Linked DNA regions of Mus musculus: regions 1, 3, 4 and 5 are each linked to region 2. The links are chromatin contacts, called in public promoter capture Hi-C maps. All regions are on one chromosome and are shown on one strand. The core of a region is the stretch at or near the end of the contact, and the rest is flanking DNA. Distances in the headings are between cores, read along the strand shown.

Evidence for each region. Promoter capture Hi-C pulls out the DNA fragments that hold promoters and counts their contacts.
Region 1: a contact with region 2 is called in a promoter capture Hi-C map of pre-B cells, with 6 times the contacts expected there. The contact joins the promoter of Gsk3b here to the promoter of Qtrt2 in region 2.
Region 3: a contact with region 2 is called in a promoter capture Hi-C map of pre-B cells. The contact joins the promoter of Cip2a here to the promoter of Qtrt2 in region 2. A contact is called at or near these places in 1 of 39 promoter capture datasets (pre-B cells) and 1 of 484 Hi-C or Micro-C datasets (pre-B cells).
Region 4: a promoter capture Hi-C map of pre-B cells shows a contact between it and region 2, with 5 times the contacts expected there. The contact joins the promoter of Gtf2e1 here to the promoter of Qtrt2 in region 2. A contact is called at or near these places in 4 of 39 promoter capture datasets (the C10 cell line, cranial neural crest and pre-B cells).
Region 5: a promoter capture Hi-C map of pre-B cells shows a contact between it and region 2, with 13 times the contacts expected there. The contact joins the promoter of Tmem39a here to the promoter of Qtrt2 in region 2. A contact is called at or near these places in 3 of 39 promoter capture datasets (cranial neural crest, liver and pre-B cells).

What each region holds. Positions count from the first base shown.
Region 1 is chr16:38,086,889-38,091,359 of GRCm38.p6, forward strand. It overlaps Gsk3b (glycogen synthase kinase 3 beta), which reads left to right and starts at 2,113. Exons shown (of 11, transcript NM_019827.7): 1 at 2,113-3,725. The coding sequence starts at 3,638. BC031361 (cDNA sequence BC031361) reads right to left here and starts at 2,372. Exons shown (of 1, transcript NR_033221.1): 1 at 1-2,372.
Region 2 is chr16:43,887,690-43,891,602 of GRCm38.p6, forward strand. Qtrt2 (queuine tRNA-ribosyltransferase accessory subunit 2) reads right to left here and starts at 1,987. Exons shown (of 9, transcript NM_001356329.1): 1 at 1,878-1,987. Ccdc191 (coiled-coil domain containing 191) reads left to right here and starts at 2,213. Exons shown (of 16, transcript NM_027801.1): 1 at 2,213-2,349. The coding sequence starts at 2,302.
Region 3 is chr16:48,991,364-48,995,633 of GRCm38.p6, forward strand. Cip2a (cell proliferation regulating inhibitor of protein phosphatase 2A) reads left to right here and starts at 2,825. Exons shown (of 21, transcript NM_172616.2): 1 at 2,825-3,016. The coding sequence starts at 2,915. It overlaps Dzip3 (DAZ interacting protein 3, zinc finger), which reads right to left and starts at 2,779. Exons shown (of 32, transcript NM_001110017.2): 1 at 2,427-2,779.
Region 4 is chr16:37,537,609-37,542,167 of GRCm38.p6, forward strand. Gtf2e1 (general transcription factor II E, polypeptide 1 (alpha subunit)) reads right to left here and starts at 2,181. Exons shown (of 5, transcript NM_028812.4): 1 at 2,045-2,181. Rabl3 (RAB, member RAS oncogene family-like 3) reads left to right here and starts at 2,286. Exons shown (of 8, transcript NM_001042499.1): 1 at 2,286-2,352; 2 at 4,239-4,330. The coding sequence starts at 2,307.
Region 5 is chr16:38,560,593-38,565,053 of GRCm38.p6, forward strand. Tmem39a (transmembrane protein 39a) reads left to right here and starts at 2,222. Exons shown (of 9, transcript NM_026407.3): 1 at 2,222-2,538; 2 at 3,523-3,709. The coding sequence starts at 3,597.

The sequences.
Region 1 (4,471 bases), core at 863-3,362, 5.8 Mb before region 2:
CAGTATGTCTGTGGGGTCCATATGGCCGACCCCCACCTGAAACTCATGTAGATCAGGCTGGTCTTGAACTCAGTGATTCATCTGCCTCTGCAGTACTGGGATTAAAAGAGTGTGTGCCCCACCACACCTGGCTGGCTGTTCTGTGTTTTATTAAATAAACTTTTCCTTCTCCAAGTCCTATTTGTGGACTGAAATATGTATTTTTTTCCTATGAAAAGATTTTTTTCAATTGAGTTAAAAATATCTGAAGGCAACAAAAAAGTTACTAATCAAAACCCTAAGGTAGGCTATTTTTGAACTAGTTTTATATACAAGAATAGCCACGTTGCCAGTTTCTGCAAACTAAACCCTTGTTATTTACCTTCCTGCTGGTATAATTAGGTAGGGAGGATTTAAAGTTCTGCACCACAGCAGTTTAGGAACAGTGGCAAAGGTCTTTCATAATAGCATGGAGAGGCACCATTCAAATGACAAAGTTGCCAAGCAAGGCGGCTGCTTTTAAGATTCTTTACCCTCCCCCATGGCATCGGGCTACCTTATAGACGATTTTAATTGTGAAGAACAAGAGTCTCTTCTGCACTTGAGGCATAAAGTCTCCGATAAGGAATGAGATTACAAATTGGCTGCCTGTCGGGCACATTTTCCTGGGATTTTTTACTTTGTTGGTCTACGTGGTTTCGGCATATCGGTTGCCAACACGTCAGATTTAGAGATCACACATAAAACTTCAACGTTATGGTTTTGGTAATTAAAAAAAAAAAAAAAGGAGAATACGATTATTTTAATGGTGGACCCCCTTAAGGGCATGGATGGAACTCCCGTTTCCACATCATCTAACATTCCTATTGTCTTCCACCAGGCCGGTGTCATTCGCTTTATTTGCCAGGCCTCTACAGACATCTGAGTCTGCAAACACTATCCAGACCTTTACTGGCTCCCTTCAAAGCTTACTTTGTTCTGTCCCAAGTCCCTCATCAGATTTTAAAGCAATAGCTAAGCAATCTGATCAAGTACGTGTACTTTTACATGTGCTTTCTGGAGATAGCATCTCAACAGAAAGAGATGACTATGCGGGTGGGTATTACAAGTATCACGGGATTACAGTCAGGATTGCCAGTGTCCACTCTAACTTACTCTAGTCGTAGTAGCCACGCCACACAGCTCTCGGATGGACCAAGGCAATGGTCTCCTTTGTAGAACAATGGACGCTGGACTACATGTGAAACCTACTTAGGCAGCAGTGTGCTGATCATCCAATAACACTAAAAACTGCTGCGAGCAATTCTGACTTGAGCTTCCTCCTAGGATTCGAGGTACTGTCCTGACCACATTTCCCCTCACCTGTTTTCGGGGCTGCTTTTGCGCTGGACAGTCGCGCCCATGGACCGCGCTCATCTAGCATGAGCTCATCTCTCGGGGGCGTTTCCAGAAGGCCTGGTCTGGCCTTGTGCGCCTGCTGCAAAGGGCTCCCCCCCCCCCCCCCACGAGATCAGCGGCCCCCCGCGATGGGCGGGCGCGGCTGCCCAGAGGCTCTCCTTCTCTGGAAGCTTTGTTCCCATTTAAGCGCTAGAGGGTTCGGCCCCGGCCACGGCGCCCTACGTCTTTCAGAGAATAGACGTTCTCATAGGCTCAGCACGCGCGGTGGGGAGCCTCGGGCGCACTTGGTAAGCCGCGCCCCGCGGAGCTCCCGGGAATGGGGACGGCCTCACGCCCCACTAGAGCGCTCGGGGCCCGACCCTCCGACCGCAGCATTGTCGGACCGGGCTGCACAGCCAGCACGAGCGTCGGCTCGGAAAGCAGATGCAGGCCGACCACTCATCCCGTCCGCCCGCTTAGGGACCACCCGAGGCCAATCCCACTGCAGCTAGGTCTTGCGATTGCACAGCAGTGAGCGCCTATTGGCCGCCGCCACGGGCTCCTGCACCCTCCTTCTCCCTTTCGAAGCTCCCCTCCCCCCGCGCTCCAGCTCGACGCTGCAGACCAATGAGATGGCACTTTATAGGTGCCCTCCCTCCGCTTTCTTCTTCTCCCCGCCTCAAAGAGGGAGGGGAGGCTCTGACTGGCCCGATGTCCTCGGAAGCCCCCTTCCCTTCACCAATCACCGAGAAAGGTACACGCCCAGCGGAGTTGTCCAGCCAATGAGGAAACGGGCGCGGCGCCCAGCCGTGCAGTTCCTCCCGCGACTCGGGAGTTTCGCCGTCCTTAACTCTTGAGGCTTTTCCCTGAGGGCCAACAGCTCTGATTGGCCACTGTCGCTATTGTCGACTCTTCTCTCTAGCCAGCCACAGGACAAGGAGAACCCTCTTCCCTTCTGTTCGGCTACCTTCGGCATTCCTCGTTGCTGGGGCGTGGTCTCCCAGCGGCGTCTCCTCATTGGTTATCCAGGTCGCTCGGCTTTTTCCGGCAGGAGCTGCAAGCAAGCGACGTCTCTGATTGGTTCCGGCTTGGGTTTCGGCTCTACAGCCGAAGCTGGCGGGCGCGGGCTCGGCGAGCGATTCCCAGACGCCTGTAACGCGGGCGGCGGGGCGCTGGGCGGTGTAAGGGCTGGGTGGGGGAGGAAGGAGGCGGAGGACGAGTAGGAAGGGGGAGGGGGAGTGGGGAAGGGCTAGGCGGCTGCGCAGACGGCGCGCCTCGCACAGAGCAGCCCCCGACCCGGCCGAATGCGGGCTTGTGTCGCCGCCGTCGCCGCCGCCTGGGCCGAGTGACAAAGGAAGGAAGGCAGCAAGGAGGAGCCGGCCTTGCAGCCGCTGACAGGGCTTCGGGCTCCGGGCACAGCGCGGACACTTCCCGAGCAGCCGCTGAGCAAAGGCGAGGGGCGGAGGCCGGCCGTGCCGGGGCCACGGACGGGGGAGGGGACCCCGAGGGACGGAAGCGGTTGCCTGGTTCCCATGTCCCCGGCGTATGGGGAGCAGTCAGGGAGCCGCTGCCTGGGGTCTGAAGGGAGCTGCCTCCGCCGCCGCTGCCGCCATGGCCGCTGGATCCAGCCACCGCCTGCAGCTGCTCCTGGCGCAATGAGGAGAGGAGCCGCCGCCACCGCCCGCCGCTGACTCGCGACTGCGCTGCCCTCCGGTTCACCCGGCCGCCGCCGCCGTCAGACCGCCGGATCCCGCTGCTGCCGGAGCCGCAGCGTTTGCCGTCGCATCTCCGAGCCATCTCCTCCCTCCTTCCCATCCCCCTTCTCTTCAAGCGTGAGGCTCGTGATCCTTCCGCCGCTTCCCTTCTTCATTGACTCGGAAAAAAATCCCCGAGGAAAAATATAATACTCAGAGTACTTATTTTCAATCAAGTATTTGCCCTCGTTCACGTGATATATATATATTTTTAAGGATTCCACTCCACCCTTTTTCTCCTCTTCCAGGAAAGGGAGGTGAAAGAATTGTATTTTTCTCCCAGCTCTAAATCATCTATGTGTTAAATATCCGTACCGATCTGTCTTGAAGAAATACATAGCTCCTTTTTTTTTTCCTTCTTCTTAAATAGCTATACAAAAGGAGTGAAAAGCCAAGAGAACGAAGTCTTTCTTTCTCTTTCTTGCGGGAGAACTTAATGCTGCATTTATCATTAACCTAGCACCCTAACATAAAACAAAAGGAAGAAAAGGATTAAGGAAGGAAAAGGTGATTCAAGAAGAGCCATCATGTCGGGGCGACCGAGAACCACCTCCTTTGCGGAGAGCTGCAAGCCAGTGCAGCAGCCTTCAGCTTTTGGTAGCATGAAAGTTAGCAGTGAGTATCGATTTTATTTTACACCCTTCCTCCACCTTACCATTTAGATAAGAAACCTCGAAATACCAGGATCTTACACTAACAGACCTGATAGAACAGTCAGTGGTCGTGGAAAAGGGCAAAACCAGCCTTGAGTCAAGAAGAGGCAGGCTCCTTTTCCTCCTCCCATTCCCGTACCCCCTCCCCCCGCCTCATTAACCTTGGATTGAGAGAATATTAGTTTTATTTGCCTGATTGGATTTGAAACTTCTTTTCTTACGTTCTCCGTGCTGCTGGTAGTCTTTTCAAGTGCTCCAGTGCCTCCGGGTTAAGCGATGGAAGAAGCGTTCGCTTGCCCATCCCTTTGAATAAAGAAGAGGAGGACAAGGCTTGATTAATAAACCATGATGTACATTTGCCGAGTCCTTGTCTTCTGGAATGAGGGAGTTTATCTTAGTTAGCTCAGGTTATCAGGGTTCTGTATTCAAAATAGAGATATTAAATGCCCCAGCCTCCTAATATTTCCTATTTGCCCGTGTGACTACACAAAGTATTTTTGAATCTGGGGATGAACTTGCTTGGTAACCCACATTGCCGTTGGAGGCAAGCTAGCATCCATCCCTCACTCGTCTAGGGGTGGTGGAAGCTGATAAATATCCCGCAGCAGTCGCATCTCTAAGTGCATTGTTTTCAAGTGGTTTAATGTGTTATCTCTTAACCTTCCTGTTTTGACATTACCAATCTGCCACCATATAATTTGTTTAATC
Region 2 (3,913 bases), core at 737-3,236:
AATCACTTGTAACTCCAGTTCTAGAAGATCGGGTTTCCTATTCTCACTTGAGGGTACCATGCACACTTGTGGTATACATATATACATGTACACAAAAATATTCATACACAGAAAAGAAAAATAAACCTTTAAGAAACAAAGAAAAGGAGGAAGGAAGGATCCAGCAGAGAATGCTGGCACATAATTTAATTCTATCACCTGGGAGGCAGAGAGACAGGCAAATCTCTGTTAAGTTTGAGGCCAGCCTGACTCTAGAGTGTGTTTCAGGCCAGACAGGGCTACAGAATGAGACACCACCCCAACAACAAAAAAAGCAAATGGTAACTTCATCCATTGAAAGGCCTAACAATCATAGTAGTTACATTTATTGGGTACTTACCATGCTTGATACATTAACTACATTAACCCTCAAAACAAATACAACACAGACCCTACTCACCTTTATTTTATAAACTAGTCAAGTGAAGCTAATAAAGTCGCTGTGGGGTGTGAGTAAGAATGGCCCCCACAGGCTCATATATTTGAATGCTTAGTCACCAGGGAGTTGTACTATTTGAAAGGATTAGAAGGATAAGAGTTATGGACTTGTTGGAGGAAATGTGTCACTGGCTTTTAGGTTTCAAAAGTACATGCCAATTCTCTTTGTTCCTATGGATGAGAATGCAGTTCTCAGCTACTGCTCAGGCGTCTGCCTGCATGCCAACATGCTTCCTGCTGTGATGATAATGGACTAAACCTCTAAAACTGTAAGCAAGCCCTCAATCAAACGTTTTCTTTTATAACAGTTGCTTTGGTCATGGTGTCTCTTCACAGCAACAGAACAGTGACTAAGACAGTTACCAGTAGTAACTGGCAGAGTTGTTACTGGAATTATAGATGTATTAGTTTTAGAGGCTATAATATAGGCTAGTGGCTTAAAAGAAACTGAAATTTGTCAAATACAATGTTTCCATATTAACTGTGATAGTTCCCATTTTGCTACAGTGTAATTGTTCTTTTCCCATCTTGCCCCTCTACCTCTAAGCCATCTTCTCCAAATTGACAGCCTTTCTCCAGACTCATCCAAACATTTAAACACACTTGTTCTCCAAAAATGGACACACACTGTATTATATGCACTTCTCTGAACTCTGCTTTTCATTCAGGAAAAAATAGGCACACCTTCCAAAAAATCGCCATGAAACTAACTCTTCCAAAAGAACTAACTACCATTGAGACAGCGGAAAGTCTGAACGTAACACAGCCCATTCAACAATGTTCTTACTGGTTCACACTCAAGTTAGAGGGCAGGTGCTAGGTCTATGGGGCACAGCTTTCCTTATCATATTTCCACCAGTTTATAGTTTGGTTTAGATTCCCTGGCAGAATGTTTTACACACGTTGCTTTTTCAATCATTACAATACTCCCAGGGTTTAGGTACAATCCCATTTTGCCAGTAAGTAAGCTGAATTGCCAACAAGTGGCCGGGTCCAAAGCTCCAGTTCTGAATTTCTGCCCTGCCTTGAAAGCACACACGCCTTCAGTGGGCTGTTCATGACAACATCCAGGCATGGCTATTTAGATTCAATTTTCCCTTAGTTCCATTAGCCATCCCAGGAGCCCTAGACTTTCCTATTCGTATAGCTTCCCAAGTAACTGCTAAACTCAGAAAAACTTGCAGCTGAGAAGCTCATTCTCTGGCAGAGGCCAGGAGAACGGAGGTCCTTTTCTTTCTGAACTGTAACTGGCAATCACACTGGGAGACTCGGAGCTGGCAAAAGCCTAGACCAACAAGAAACCAAGTAATGACGAGGTGGGAACAAGACTGCAACGCAATAAAAAAAAAAAAAAAGTGGGCGCTATTCACCCTCCCTCAACAAGGAAAAGGAACACTCACCGGTTGATAACACAACTCCGCACCCTCAGGACCCTTAAACTCTTCGCAAGAGATAACACGTGTTCCGACTCGTAGAACCCTTGGCCCACTAAACCACGGTCTCCGCCGCAGAGCCAATCCGGAATTTCTGCGTCATCACCAAGCGCCAGAATTACGCAAAGGCCCTGCTAAAGAAGCCCAGTGACCTCCGCCGATGCCATAGTAACAGCGTGAAAGCAAGCTTCCCGCGCAACGCCTCCTGGGAGTAGTAGTTCCGGAATGTCTGACCCCTGTCTAGCTGCTAGGTGGCAGAACTACAACTCCCAGAACCACCTGAAAGCAGTCTGGGAGGAGGCGCAGTTGTCTCTGTTGTGGCCGAAGTCTAGGCCCGAGAGTGCAAAACGTGCTGCTGGCGCCCCAGGGAGGGTCCGCCTCAAAGAAGAAGATGGAGCTGAGTCGCTGGAAACGGTTATCAAGGAAGCTGAATCTCAAGGTGATCCCAGTCGGGAGCTTTGAGGAACATGGGCCGGCCCTAGGCGCCACACAGTCCTGAAGCCAGCCGCTTCCCGCCCTGCGCTTCCTCACTCTTCCCCCGGGGGCATCCTTACCTGGCCTTGGCTACCCTAGAGCCTGCACAGCCCTAGGTAGCGTGATTTAAGGAGCCAAAGGGTCTGTGTACTCACTACTGTGATGGGCTGCATCCTGTAAGGATTATTTCTATCTATGGAGAGGTCTCCTAGTGTCCATCATGGTGAGGGGAATTTGCCCCTAATCCTTACTCTGCCACCAATTTTAGGAAACTTTCCGCACATTTTCTTCTGCCCCCTTCAAATCTGAGTTAAGGGGTCTTTAAAAGGAAAAAAAAAATCATCACACGAAATTCTCTGACGTTATCCCTTATATCTTTCCCTTTCCAGTTTTACACAAGGTATCTAAAATGAACCCAGAAGTCCAGATGGTTGTATCTCAATACTTTATCCATATGGTTATCTCTAAATTTCACGAGCATTCAAAGTTAGAGCCTCCCTGTATCTCTTACCTCTTCTGTGTATTAGCACCTAAAGGCATCAGGAGGTTGAGGAAGAATTGGGGTGGGGGTGGGGGGTAATTAAAAATAAAAGAGACACCATTTAAAACTTGGAACATTACAAAAGTCACAGCCATGCAAAGTCACAGCCACACCAAGTGTGCCTTCCAGAATACCTCTTAACAGTCACAAAAATAGATGCTTTAAATGTAAAGGAGAGTATTGAAATGGAGGGGCTTCAGCTTTCAGCAGCAGAGCAGTTTCACCAGCTGCTCTTACCTTTCAGTTTTACTTTCCTGTAAAAAGAAAAAAAAATCCTCTTAGACGAGTGGCTTTTGTGGGGGCCCCAGGTAATCATTCTTGTGGGTTATCCTAAATATAGCAGCTGTGTGCACAGGGCACATTCCGCTTAGTGAAAACCATGCTCCAGATACCAGAGGGCACAGGCCAGAGCATTAGTGAGTGGAAACTGAGGTTGCTCCATTGCATAATAGATGGGGCCCGAAATAGCATATGAATATAGATTTGATGATGCAAGGCAAAAAAAAAAAAAAAAAAAAAATTGGGACAACTTAGAACTACAAAAAGAGGGATTTTTCCCCCCTGATAGTGCTCATTATTACTGTCTAGAGGATAAAGTAAAATCCATGAGCGCCTTGAAATTCAACTGTGTTTGAATAAGATCAGCTCTTTCTTTGTTGCCATGACAGTTATTTAGACAGAACAGCTGCATTAATTGTGTGTAAGGTGAGATGAAGGTGAAGTGTTAGGTAAGTGAGGGAGGATATTATACCCTTTACAGCAACTTTCTTGTGCCAGTTGATTGGTTTCTTGTCCCGTTGTTTTAAAAAAAAAAAAAAACAAACCCCGAATATTTTTGCAAAGCAAATCCCCTTGCTTACTCAGTGGCTGTTAGAGTTCTGTGAGCTTCTGGATGTCAGAGAACAGAGGAGGCTCCCTGTGGTCTCCATTTCTCAGTTCAGGTTAATAGCTGACTGATCTGGGTAGAGATTAATTTGTTTCGTTCGTT
Region 3 (4,270 bases), core at 1,575-4,074, 5.1 Mb after region 2:
ATAGTGAACTAGTCATATTCACCTTTGCTAGGCATTTTTCTAATCAATGAAGTAAATCAGAACAATTAGTGCCAGATATTACCTGTGGTACTGGAATGAATAATTCAAGCCTATCTGAATGATCTCTTAAAGTTAACCAGTTTTTAAAAAATATAAATTTTATTTGATCACACATCTCTAAAGAATTAAAAGTTTGAGAACACACTGAAAATATAAAAATCAATTAACTTGTTAGTTATATATAGGTATTATGCTTATATAAAATGAATAAGAAAAAAACTAAAATTTTAATTTAGACATATCCACTGCTTGCTTAGAAAAAGCTTCTTGCTTGTTCACAAAACAAGAATCTACTTATTACATAAATTAAACAAGAATTTTTTTTTTTTCGAGACAGGGTTTCTCTGTGTAGCCCTGGCTATCCTGGACTCACTCTGTAGCTCCTGACCAGGCTGGCCTCGAACTCAGAAATTCGCCTGCCTCTGCCTCCCGAGTGCTGGGATTAAAGGCGTGCGCCACCAAGCCTGGCTTTAAACAAGAAATTTTTATGAGCCATGCAAAGGACCTTACACTATTCAAAGAAGCAGGCCTTCAAACAGTTATTAAAAATGATTATTATACTCTGACATCTCATGTCTTTATCTAGGAACTGAATTAAAAATGTGTATTAATTGTGTGAAACAAAAGGTCAAGGCAAGACAGAGGGAAACTATTCAAATTATCAAGACCTCTACTTTTAACACAGTTATGAATTCTGTAAAATGGAAAGAAAAGTCTTAAGTACATTTCAAAAGTGAAAGGTGAATTTTATGGATTGACCAATAACAATTTTATGGACTGACCAATAACGATAGCTAAATTTTAGAACTTGATGGTTGGTAAAGGAAACAGAATAGTCATGTACCTCTTATTAATAGGTATTAATTAATAGGTATTCTAGATATGTGTCACTGAGTTATTTCACTGTTGCACAAACATGGTAAAAGACCACCAATACACATTTATAAGGCATGGCCTAAATATGATAAGAGATTTGGTAAACAACAGCTGTATGAAGATACTTCTGGTTTTACATGGCATATACTATTAAGCTTGTGTTTTGACTATGAATACAAGTGGTAATGATAAAAGTATGGATCAGTAAACAAATGAATCATTAGTAGTTTATTTGTGCCATCCATAACAGTATGTGCTATACTTTCATATGCTGCTGCTGTGTAGTTATGACACTGTGGCAAGTAAGATGTCACTAGGTCACAGGAAGAGATCATTCATTCAGCTTTCAGTTTAGTATGATCTAACTGGATCAGCATCACACACGCATCAGTGATCAAAGCATCATTTTGGGGATATGCCTGTTATGTCAATGGAAGAGATCATTTTTTTTTTTCTTTCTAGCACTTTGGCTTTGTAATAAAGGCTACTATTTCTGAAGCTCAATAAGAATTTACTGAATAAACTATCGTGTAAAATAGTCTACTCTTAGGTTTCACTTCATGAAAAGCCTAAAGCAGTAAAATGCAGAGACACAAAGAGAAAGGTGCAAAAATACTTGTCAGCAAACTGGCTGCTCTTCGTTTTAGTGATGACGCATTCCTCGTTTATGTAGTGAATTCCAACAGTACTTTCCTATTTGGACTATTATTAGATGGTTGCTTCTCCGCAGGCACCACGTCCTCATCTTTGTTCTGAGTGACAGTCAATCCCTAGCCCCGTTATACATGTTTGTTTAAAATGGAATGAATGAATGCATGAATGAATGCACTAGCTACAAACTCTCATGTGACTATCTCAACGGCACAATCTTTTTCCAGCCATCAGTTAGCTTTACTTTTATTTTCTTTTAATATGAACATAAATGACGTCTTTAAAAGGTACCAATACAAACGAGAAAAAAACAAAAAACAAAAAGGAACGTTCCCTGAATTCCCACAATTTCAGAAGAACTTAGTCAAATGGGCATTTACTCGATCCCACAACCTAGCTTAAGCTCCTGAACCAGTTGCTGACTCACTTCGTTATTAGATCCGTGCACATCATTACCTCCGATTAAAATAATAATAATAATAAAATTCTCAACGGTGCCTTTCTTTCTTTTTTTTTTTTTTTTTTTTTTTTTTTGACGCCACAGAAATGTGCAAAATAATCACGCCAGACAAGAACAGGCCCCTCAGCCTACAGACATCAAAGCTGACAAGAACGCGTCCGGGAGCGACTCCGGGATGCTCTCTCTCTATGGGGGGTTCTGACAAATCCTACCGTAAAGTTCCGGCTGCCTCATCACGGAACCCCGACCGCCACAGGTCTTAGCCTGCGCGAGTCGCCTGCGGCCACCAGGGACCAGGGCCGCAGAACCTGAGGCCCCTCTCCCGCCGCCTCCAAACCTACGCCCCCACCCCCAGCTTCGGCGGCTCCGAGTTCCTCACCGTGTCTAGACTAGGGGGGAGCGGCCGTGTCTCGGGCAGAGGCTGAGGCACGCACGGAAAGCCGAGCCCGCCGCGCCCAGGCCGAGGAAGGCCCGGGGACCGAGCCCGCGCGGCACGGAGACCCCCGTTCGCCCCAGAAGCCCTCCACAGAATGAGCCCGCACGAGCTCGTCTCGCGAGATTCCCGCGTGTTCGCGGACCTCCAGCCGAAACCTCGCGGCCTCTCCGCCAAAGGGGGACTGCGGCGGGGGTGGGAGGGGATGGCTCCCTGCCACCTTCCCGCAACCCCAGCGCCTGGAACCCAGGCCCACCCTGCCAATCACCGACTGCAGTCCCACCCGCTGCTCCCAGACTTCCGGAGTCCGACCGGAACAGGAAGCTGCCAGGCGCAAGAGGGGTGGGGCTTAAAAAAAATCAAAAAATGCGCGGCGACCGCTGAAGACAGAGGGTGGCTGGTGTCGGTGGTCGCTGACAGGCCGGCTCGTCGGCATGGATTCCACCGCCTGCTTGAAGTCCCTGCTCCTGAGCATCAGTCAGTACAAGGCCGTTAAGTCGGAGGCGAACGCCACTCAGCTGCTGAGGCACTTGGAGGTAAGGAGGTTCGGGGTGCGAGTGGGTGTCCCCTCCTTCGGTCCCCTCCTGTTTTCTTGTGGGGCCGGAAGATGGAGGTCTCGCCCTGGGCAGACCTGCAGCTGCTTCGCTGTCCTTGCACTGGCGACAGCGACTGGGTGTGCGCAACGAGTGGGTGCCAGGAGGGGATTGTGTACGGACCCAAACCAGGAGGCTTTGGGGTGTATGCGAGCGCAGTGTGTGTGTGTGTGTGTGTGTGTGTGTGTGTGTGTGTGTGTACGGACCCAAACCAGGAGGCTTTGGGGTGTATGCGAGCGCACTGTGTGTGTGTGTGTGTGTGTGTGTGTGTGTTCCGGATCTTTTTTTAAGGTGCTGTATTAGTCAGGGTTCTCTAGAGTCACAGAACTTATGGAGTATCCCTTTATATTAAGTGGATTTATTGTAAGGACTTAAAGTTTCGCTCCTACTAACCCAACAAGTGGGGAAGCTAGCTGTGACTGGGAAGTCCAGGAATCTAGTAGTTGCTCACTCCCTCAACACTAGTTGTTTTCGCTGGTCATCTGTGTAAGCGGGAATCCTGAAGAAGTAGGTTCCAACTGGAAAGTCAGTGTAAGCAGGCAAAGAAGAGTGAGAATTCCCTCTTCCATTGTCCTTATGTAGTCCTCCAGTAGGAGGTAGAGCCCAGATTAAAGGTATGAATCACCACACCTGGATTTGGAACTTGCAATCCCAGCTGGCCTTGAACTCAGGAGACTTGTCTCATTCCCCTGGGATTAAAGGTATGTACTACCTTGCCTGGGCCTACGCTTTTCATGGCCACTATGCCTCGAGATCTGGATCAAAAGCACATCGCCCCATGTCTGAAGCCTGTGTCTTCCAGCCTCAAGATCTGGGCAGATGTGCCCTCCATTTCTGGATTTAGTTCATTCCAGATGTAGCCTTAGTTGACAACTGGAATAGATATCACAAGTGCCTATTTTCTATGTCTGTTTTGTTTTCTTTGTTGAATATTGAGTGGCTTCATTCACCGAAGATAATCAGGGCAATTCATTCAGGTTGTATGTATAAACAGGACTCCTTTTTTTATGTGTAAGTATTTATGTAGATATTTATGTAAGTGTTCCACGGATCCAAAAATACATTTGGATTGTTTTCAGAACTGTGTGGAATTAAGAATAAGTGCATTCCAGTCATATATTTTTATTATGGTTGAACGCAACCCTCTTTTATAAACCTACCAGTAGAACTATCAGGTCTTAAGGGCTTATGTTCCTC
Region 4 (4,559 bases), core at 931-3,430, 6.3 Mb before region 2:
GCACAGTACCAGATACATTTTGGTCGCTTTTCCAATTTCACCTACACAGTGTACTAAGAACCACATTTTGCTTTCTGCATGCTCAGCAGCTGACAGAATAGGACATAATGGCCTCAGAAACACGCAAAATGCCTAAGGACAGATGGACGCCAGCACAGCCTATTGTTTTCTGACTTCCTTTCCATTGCTTTGCTCTCCTCTGTCCCACCTCAGACACTGTATGCTCCAGACCATTGGTTCTCAACCCTGACTGTAAAGCAATCACCTAGGCAACATTTTTAAGTCTACTAACACTGGGCCCCATTTCCAAGAGTTCTGTTTCAGTTACTATAGAAGGGCCAGATTAGGAACGCAGCTACTTTTAAAATGCCTTTAGATTACTCTAATGTGCAACAAGTCCCTGATCATTGCTCTAATCTGTCCCATGGCCATGACCATTTTGTATCCTTCAAATGAACATCCTGCATGGAGAGGACTAGTACTTGCTGTTCAGCCTGTTTCCTCTGTCTGATACTCCTCTGGGTGTCCTGAAAATCAGTACAAAGGGACGTTATCAATACTCTTCCAGCCAATAGTTTGAAGCTTGGAAATCCCAGGTCAGCTTCTTAGTGTTAGCCCCAGAAAATCCACAGCCTTCATTTCTTCACATATAAAATAATTAAAGAGCCTTTCTCACACAGGGCTTTGCTCCTTCCCCACATCCCCAATTAAGATAAATCAAGAGTATTCAATCTCTGGGCTTCTTAAAGCTCCTTAAATCAAGTTCTAAAACTGACAGCCCATACAGAACGTTTTCAACAACTTTATGAATTGGTTGTCGACATTTAAAAATCTTGGGTGCCTATAAATCCCAACTGCCTACTCCTCTTGCAGATTGGAAGTAAATGGCCAAAGTCAGACCATGTTCCTATATTAGCTAGTCTCTATGGCAGGTGACACTTAAGTAACTTCTCTGTCTGTGGAGGCTTCTTGGTGTGGTAGCTAGTGGTCTTCATTTATCTTCTTCTCTTCACAGTAATCAGGCATCTCATCTCCCAACGTCACCTTACCCAGTCCAGACCTAGATTCTAGTTGTAAAAACTTTTAAGGACCACTGTGCCCCTGGTGTGGAACTGGGAGAATCAAAAGTTCAAACCACTCTGCTTTTTTAGCAAAGTCATCCTCATATCCACCCTCAGTCCTCAAAGCTAAGCCCAAACCTTTCTCCTACTGTAGTTAGGCTTTGGGTAATGTTTCCTGGCCTTCTCAAATCCCCAACAGTGGCATCCAACACTCTCCCTCGCATTTCCTCAGAATTTGTACAGTTTCTACTTCGAAGGCCTCTTGTTCATTAATGCTAGCGCCTAGCATATTCTACTGAGATACCTGAACTTTCAATACATCCTCTGGGCACGTGTTCTTGTAGCATATCCATCCTGCCAGCTTCCACACAAATCACTTGTTTCACACCTGCATCCCAATAATGAGCGCTATAAGCCATCTTTTTTTTTTCTTTTTAAATTTAACTTGTAATTGCTTTAAGCAAGGAGCTACTACATTAAACTTGTGATTTTTGAAAAAACTATGCTGGATGAAAAGGGATTTAAAAAAAAAACACAAAGTGGGTGCAGGAAGCCCTTTTAGTTAGACTATTTTTAAATACTACTTCCCAAGTTCTAGAAGAACGTGGATCCTACAGAGCCTCTACAGTTTTCTGTTACTGTATTTTACGAACTCTCCATTCCTTCGTCCTACGACGGAGACAGCTCCGGACCGAGGTGCCCTCCACCAGCTGTGTTCAGACATGTCCAGACCCCGAGACCCCACAGTCCCTCAGACGCGCCCAGGGGCTTCCCGGGCCACACTCGACGCCGCCAAGCCCGTCCTACCCGAGGTCGCACATGGGCCGCTCCGGGGCAATGGTTCTTTAGAAGACTAAGAAGAGGACCAAAGCAAGAGGTGGCCGAGGAGAGGGGACTAGACAAGGAAGGGGACGGATAGAAGAAACCATGAAATGCCACGCCAGGTCAGAAACCGGGAACAAGGACGGGAGAATGAGGTTTACCCAAGTGGATGCTCGAACACTCCCACTACAGCCGCCCTCAGCACCTCAACTACCGGCTTCAGCCAGCCCACGCCACTTGCGAGACAAGGACGAACGCCTAATTCCTGCGACCGGTTTGGAAACCGCCCGCTAATCCGCACCCCGAAGCTTTCGATCAGTCACGCTCTGACCGACCAATGAGATGATTTGCCCTGCCCACAAGCCCTGCGCTGATTGGTGAGAATCCAGGAACGGGCGTCAACCTCAAGGAAATCGTGGCAAGATGGCGTCCCTGGATCGGGTGAAGGTTCTGGTGTTGGGAGACTCAGGTGAGCCGCTTAACCCACGTCTGGGACTACCAACACGCCCGAGCTTCCCGACACCGCTCTCTCTTCGCTGTTTACCCCCCCAGCTGCCTAGCGCTTAGGTCGACAGCTGAAATTCCTTTCAAGACCTTAAAACTACACTTCCCAGAGGACTTTGCTCCTTTTGTCGACGTGGTGGCGTGGCGGGAGGTGGGGGGCGCGGAGTCTATGGGTGGAAAAGGGACTAGTTCCACTCACTATCACTCCTAGTGACCCTCTAGGAAAATTTTTGCTTCCTGTCCCCACAACCCTAGGTTCTGCTGGCCTAGAAGTTTTGGTTCCAGAGAGGGGAGAGCTCCTACCAGGAGCCACAAAAAACATTCCAGTTCTTCCACTGCAAGCTTTGTTGCTGGGGAGTGGGTGTGGGGTAAGACATGGTCTCACTAAGTAGTCCTGACTAACGTAGAACTAGCTATGTATATCAGGCTAGTCTAAAACTCACTATATAAACAAGGCAGGCCTAAAATGAAGAGATACACCTGCCTCTGCCACTGTATTAGTCAGGGTCCTCTAGAGTCACAGAACTTATGGGTAGTTTCTTATAGTAAGGGAATTTGTTGATGACCTACGGTCTGTAGCCCAACTCCCCAACAATGGTCAGCAGCAGCTGTGAATGGAAGTCCAAGGATCTAGCAGTTGCTCAGTCCCACAAGGCAAGCAAACGAAGAAGAATCTTCCTCCTTCCAATGTCCTTAAGTAGGTCTCCAGCAGAAGGTGTAGCCCAGATTAAAGGTGTAGGCCTCCCTGCCTGGTGCTGGGACTTGCTTTGTCCCAGATGACCTTGAACTCAGAGATCTCCTTGTCTTAGTCTCCTGGGATTCATAGCCACTATGCCTCAAGATCCAGGTCAGAAACTTGAATCTCCCAGCCACGAGATCAGGATCACAGTGAGCCCTCCAATTCTGGATTGTAGTTCATTCCAGATATAGTCCAGCTGACAACCAAGAATAGCCACTACAGCCGCCGACCTTCTTTAAGACAAGCTCTCCCCTTGGCCTGGAGCCCCTAGGCTAAGGCTGTCAGGCCAACAAACATCAGGGATTGCCTCTCTCTGCCTCCCCAGCACTGACATTAGAGACGTGTGCCTCTTTGCCTGGCTGCTGTGTGTCAGTTCTGTGAACACAACTCGGGTTCTCATGCTTGTAGGGCAAGCACTGAGCCCCATGCGGTTCTTTTGTTTGTTTTTAAGTACACTTTGTATATGATCACAATAACAACATGGTATAATAGAGAAAGTCATATGGCTGGCAATAGTGCTCTAAGGTGATGTTGTTGTTTGGTTTTTTTTTTTTTATACTTTCTCAGTTTTTGGTAATAGAGTTTTTATAATAAAAAGTAAATATTAATGATAGGTCTATATATAACATTGCACAACAAAGAGATTTCCCAAGTGTTTGATACAATTAACAACAGCCAGGTAAATGAATGAGTGACTCCACACCCGCAAATAAAAGACTCATAGCCATGAAAATAGAAGACTCATCTCTTTCCTCTCCACCTAGCTCTTGAAGAGGTGCCCTTTAGTGTTAATGAAAAGATTGCCTGAGCCCAATAGATCTAAAAGGGGGTGAAGCATTGCTTCAAAATTAATAGGCATGATGAAGGAAAGCAAGTGGAATTACCATCATCGTCATTCAGAGGATAAGTCTGGGACCATGTGGTTAGCTGCTTTTTTCAGACCTACATGTAGGCACCAAAGTCCTTTGAGTATGGTAGCATGGCATCATGGATCCTGTCACGGGAGGTATTCAAACAATTTGTTAGATGTTCCCTGGCTTGGAAGAGGTGGTATAAATGTCCCATTTAGGGTTCCATGTTCAGCTGACTAAAGAGACCTTGTATCTTTACAGGTGTTGGGAAATCTTCACTCGTCCATCTTCTGTGCCACAATCAAGTGTTAGGAAATCCGTCATGGACTGTGGGCTGCTCGGTGGATATCAGAGTGCGTGTTCTTGTTTAGTTTTTCCTTAGTCATACTAAGCATAAGTCCTTCAGATCCCGTGATTAATTTATAGGACTTAATTAAAATTAACACTAATAACTGGGATTGATTTAGCTCCCACTGTGTGTCAGTACTGTCATTCCTTGTTTCATCTTTCTTAAACTGTGAAATACAAACACAGAAACTCAGTCATAGAGGAGTAAATAACAACCAAATTCATTCAACTCGT
Region 5 (4,461 bases), core at 972-3,471, 5.3 Mb before region 2:
CCTTGTCACATTTTCACACCTACTTAGTTTTGGTTGTCCCCTTGTCCTGCTAACATCCAGCTAGTACAGTACCTTTCCTCCTTCACTTTCCTCCTTTTTAAAAAAACTGTAGCTGTCTTCAGATCCCATTACAAATGGTTGTGAGCCACCATGTGGTTGCTGGAATTTGAACTCAGGAACTCTGGAAGAGCAGTCAGTGCTTTTGACCACTGAGCCATCTCACCCGCCCTCACCTGCTGCTTCCTTAAAGCCTCATTTCTCATTCTCTGGGTCGAGTTCTAGTTCCCTGATTGGTATCCATACTCTTTTCTACACAAACACACAGGTATACAATTCAAGATGCACAATTGGGGAGAGGCTGTGTGTAAAGTGCTTGTGATGCAAACGTGAGGCCAGGAGTCCTCCAGGAGCTATGCCAAGTTGGATGTGGTAGTAGACATCTGATTCTAGCAGGCCTGTGGGAGGATGGGAGGCAGAGGCAGGAGACTCCCCAGAAGCTCAAAGGCCACATAGCCTGTCATACGAAACAACCAATAACAAGGAGAACTGTCTCAGACTAGGTGGAAAGTACCCAAGGTTGTCCTATGACCTCCACACTCTTGGCCTGGCATTCACATGCCCCCCCACCCCACCCCCCACACATAAACAATATGCATATGTGAGGGAACACGTGGCATTTCTCTTTTCAAACTTGTTGCCTTACTTGATATAATATTTTCCAGTTCTATCATCATTTTTCTTTAAAGCTTAGTAAAAACCATCGTGGGTTTTTTAATGATCCACCCATCTGAAGATGCACATGTAGACTGACTCAATTTCCTTGCTGTTGTGAATGAAACGGTAGTAAACATGGATGTGCAACTATCTTTGGGTGCATATGGTCAGGACTGGTACAGCCAGGTCCTGTCATTGTGATTTTTGTTTGTTTTCATTTTCAAACACCTCCATCATGAAGGCCACAGTGGTTACACCTTTCTATACTGACACCAACTGTGAGTAAGGATCCTTCTCCTCTCCATCCTAGCCAACATTTTGATTTATTTATATCTATTTATCTTTTTTCTTGATGATAGCAAATCTGACTGAGGTGAGATGGCATCTCAATGTAGTTATAATTTGCATCCCCCTGGCCTCCACCGGCACACCAGGCTTATTCTTCTTTATTTTACCTTTTTCTACTTTAAAGATTTATTTATTTTATATATGTGAGTGCACTGTAGCTGTCTTCAGACACACCAGATGAGGGCATCAAGTCCCATTACAGATGGTTGTGAGCCACCATGTGATTTCTGGGAATTGAACTCAGGACCATTCAGTGCTCTTTAACTGCTGAGCCAACTCTCCAGCCCTATCAGGCTTGCTTCATTTTGATATCAAACTACTGACAGTTCTGGGCAACATTGGGCTGCCTATCTTTTTTTTGGGGGGGGGGGTAGGGTGAAGGCTAGGGATTGAACTCAGCATGGTAAAGTAAGCTGTACAATTGAGACTCCATATCTTTTTATTTACCACGTACTGTCCTCGGAAAACAGCTTACTCATCTTTGGAGCTTCAGACCCTTTACAGTATTGGCACTAGTGCCATCCCTGGACCTCAGATGTAGTTTTGTTTCGTTTTTTTTTTTTTTTTTGACACAAGGTTTCTCTGTGTAGCCCTGGCTGTCCTGGAACTCACTCTGTAGACCATGCTGGCCTCGAACTCAGAAATCCACCTGCCTCTGCCTCCCAAGTGCTGGGATTAAAGGCGTGCGCCACCACTGCTCTGCTCAGATATACTTCTAACTGTGAATTTATTGTTCTTAACAGCATTACTGAAGCTTGTTGCTGCGTTCTCTTATTTATTAGACTTAACTTTTCTAGAACTCATTCTTTATTTCTATTATCTACCTAGTTCATTATTTAATATTCAGTCCCTGCAAGGGGCAGGCGTCCGACGTGCTTGTCACAGTCGTTTGCATATGAAAGACGTGATCTTAGGTGGCATCTCCGAATTTCCCTTCTCTTCTCCAAGCATTTCTCTAGACACTAGCTGACTGGAGCCAGGGAAAATTTGGGGAAAAAAACAACCAAAAACCAAACTAACCAACAAACAGAAAAACTCCGCCGGGCACGTATGGGCCGGAAAGCCCGGGCGCCGGAGAGTCCCACTGCGCAGGTGCGCCGGGAGGAGGGCGAGCCAGCTCTGCTGGCCGCAAGCCTGTTTCCGGGGGCCAGCGCGACGCAGAGCTGACGTCATCGCTGTGCGCTGCCACGTCTCCTCAGCTCCCGGGCGATGGAGGCTGAGGATGATGAGTCTTGGTGATGGGGTCGGACTGTGCTTCTGACTTTAGCTCTGGCTCTGGCACGGACTCCCGGTCTGGGTCTGGTAACCTAGCGACCCGAGAGCTTTCTTCGACTGTCCAGTGGGATCCTGCCTGCGTCCCGGCAGCTGTTTTTGGAGCGCTTTAGAGGAGGGAGTGAGTTTGGGTGCCCGGGGTCGCGGCTGTGAAGCCGCCGCCTCCTCCCAGGGATCCCTCTCCGTGGCCAGCCTGTCCCATGCGTGAGTTTTACTTAACCTGCTTTGTCATCTCGCCGGCCCTGGCGTGCTTCGGCTCTTTCGGCCGCCGGCCTGAGACCACTAGGTGATTCCGTCTTGGAGGTTTAGTCCAGTCAAGTTTGTGGTTTCTCGCCTTCCACCTCGAACAATCTTACGCTGATGCGCCCCAGCCTTTTGCCCTCACCGTACTTTCTCTTTAATTGAGCAGGGATCAGCTTTCTTTGCCTTTAACAGTTTGGAGTCTTTGTCCCACCTGGCGTTTGTTAGCCTACAGTGGACTAGGGAACCTCGGATCCCTCTACAGTAGTAATGTTAAGCAAAAAAAAAAATTTTTTTTTTCAGAGTATTTTTAGTCGTATTTAGGAAATACGTGGTATATGTTGGCAGAACCATGTTTGCCGAAATTGAGGAAAACATAATGTCGTCGTCCGCCCACCTCCCCCCTGAAGATCTCTTTAGCCCTTTAATTTTGCACGTTCATTTAATTTCTTAGCGGTTTTACAGAAGCTTTTCTGAAACGGGCAACCATTTGAGTGAAATGAAGAAACAAACTCTGGTTAAATGACTTGGTCAAGGTCAGAAACCTGCGGCAAATCTTAGTCAGATTCCTTGATAACAACCTCATATTTTGGACAGAGATATTTCCTGTATTTCAAGTGATTTTAATGTGAAATTGCAAATTAGAATCGAGTAAGTTGTGGTGTTTCTTGTAGAATGCCACCTTGTAGATTGTAGTCTTGTTTTATTTAAGAAAAAGTCAGCAAGACAAGACACCAGCCGGGAGTTGCCTTAATGCTGAATACAGCTGAGCTCAGAATTTAAACCTCTGACCTTACCCCAGATCCAAGCAGTATATAGGGACAGGAACATTTATTTGAAAATTCAATCTGGATTTTATAAGATCTGCTCACTGAGTTTTAACATTTGCTTGTTATACTGACTTCTAGAAAAAGTTACAATCTTTCTTTCTTTTTTAATATTATTCAGATTTGAAATAAGTTGACAGTCATCAGCCTGGGTGGCAACTTCAGGTGGCACTGGAAATTACCTGGTTCCTGGACATGCCCAGTAGAAGGCGGGGTCCCAGTCGGCAGCAGCTAAGCCGGTCAGCTTTACCTTCCATACAGACGTTGGTCGGCGGCGGCTGTGGCAATGGGACGGGCTTGAGGAACAGGTAAAGAACATATAATTCTATGCTTAACACTTGGCATGATTTGTAATAGCCTGTTATCAGTGAGACTAATACAAAATAATTCTATTCAAATGTTTGCTTATCAAACTTATCACTGAAGTAGGAATTCTGCCTTTGAAGACTGAAAACTTAGTGTTTCACTTTTCAGAGTTCTTTGCAGGTAGAATGATGTTACGCAGGGACCACAAAGTAGAAGTGTCCATTTCTCTTTTCTTTTCCTTCCTTTTCCTTTCCTTTTCTTTTTTTTAACATAAATTTTTTTTTTTTAGTTTTATTTATTTTTTTATGTGTACCGATGTTTTGCCTGCATGTATGTCTGTGTACCACTTGCATGCCTGATGCCTCTAGATGCCAAAAGAGGTTATTGGGGGTTTAGATGGTTCTGAGCCACCATGTACATTTTGGGAACCAAACCTTGGTCCCCTGCAAGAGCAGATAATGCTCTCAACCATGGGACCATCTCTATCCTCCAACTCCCTTAAAAAATGACCCATTGGGTTCACTTTGTCCCGTTCTTTTGCTTCTGGTTGTGGGGCCATCTACTAAAATGGGGTTGACCTACCAGGAGCCACACCCTTAAAGAAAACGGACCTATCCACCCCAGGGGGCCATGAACTGTTCATAGCTCCTCAGTTAGAGGTGGGGGCTCATAAGCCTTTTCCTCTTCTTTAGCCCCCAACATTGTTTTGTTTTTCGAGACAGGGGTTCTCTGTGTAGCCCTGGTTGTCCTGGAA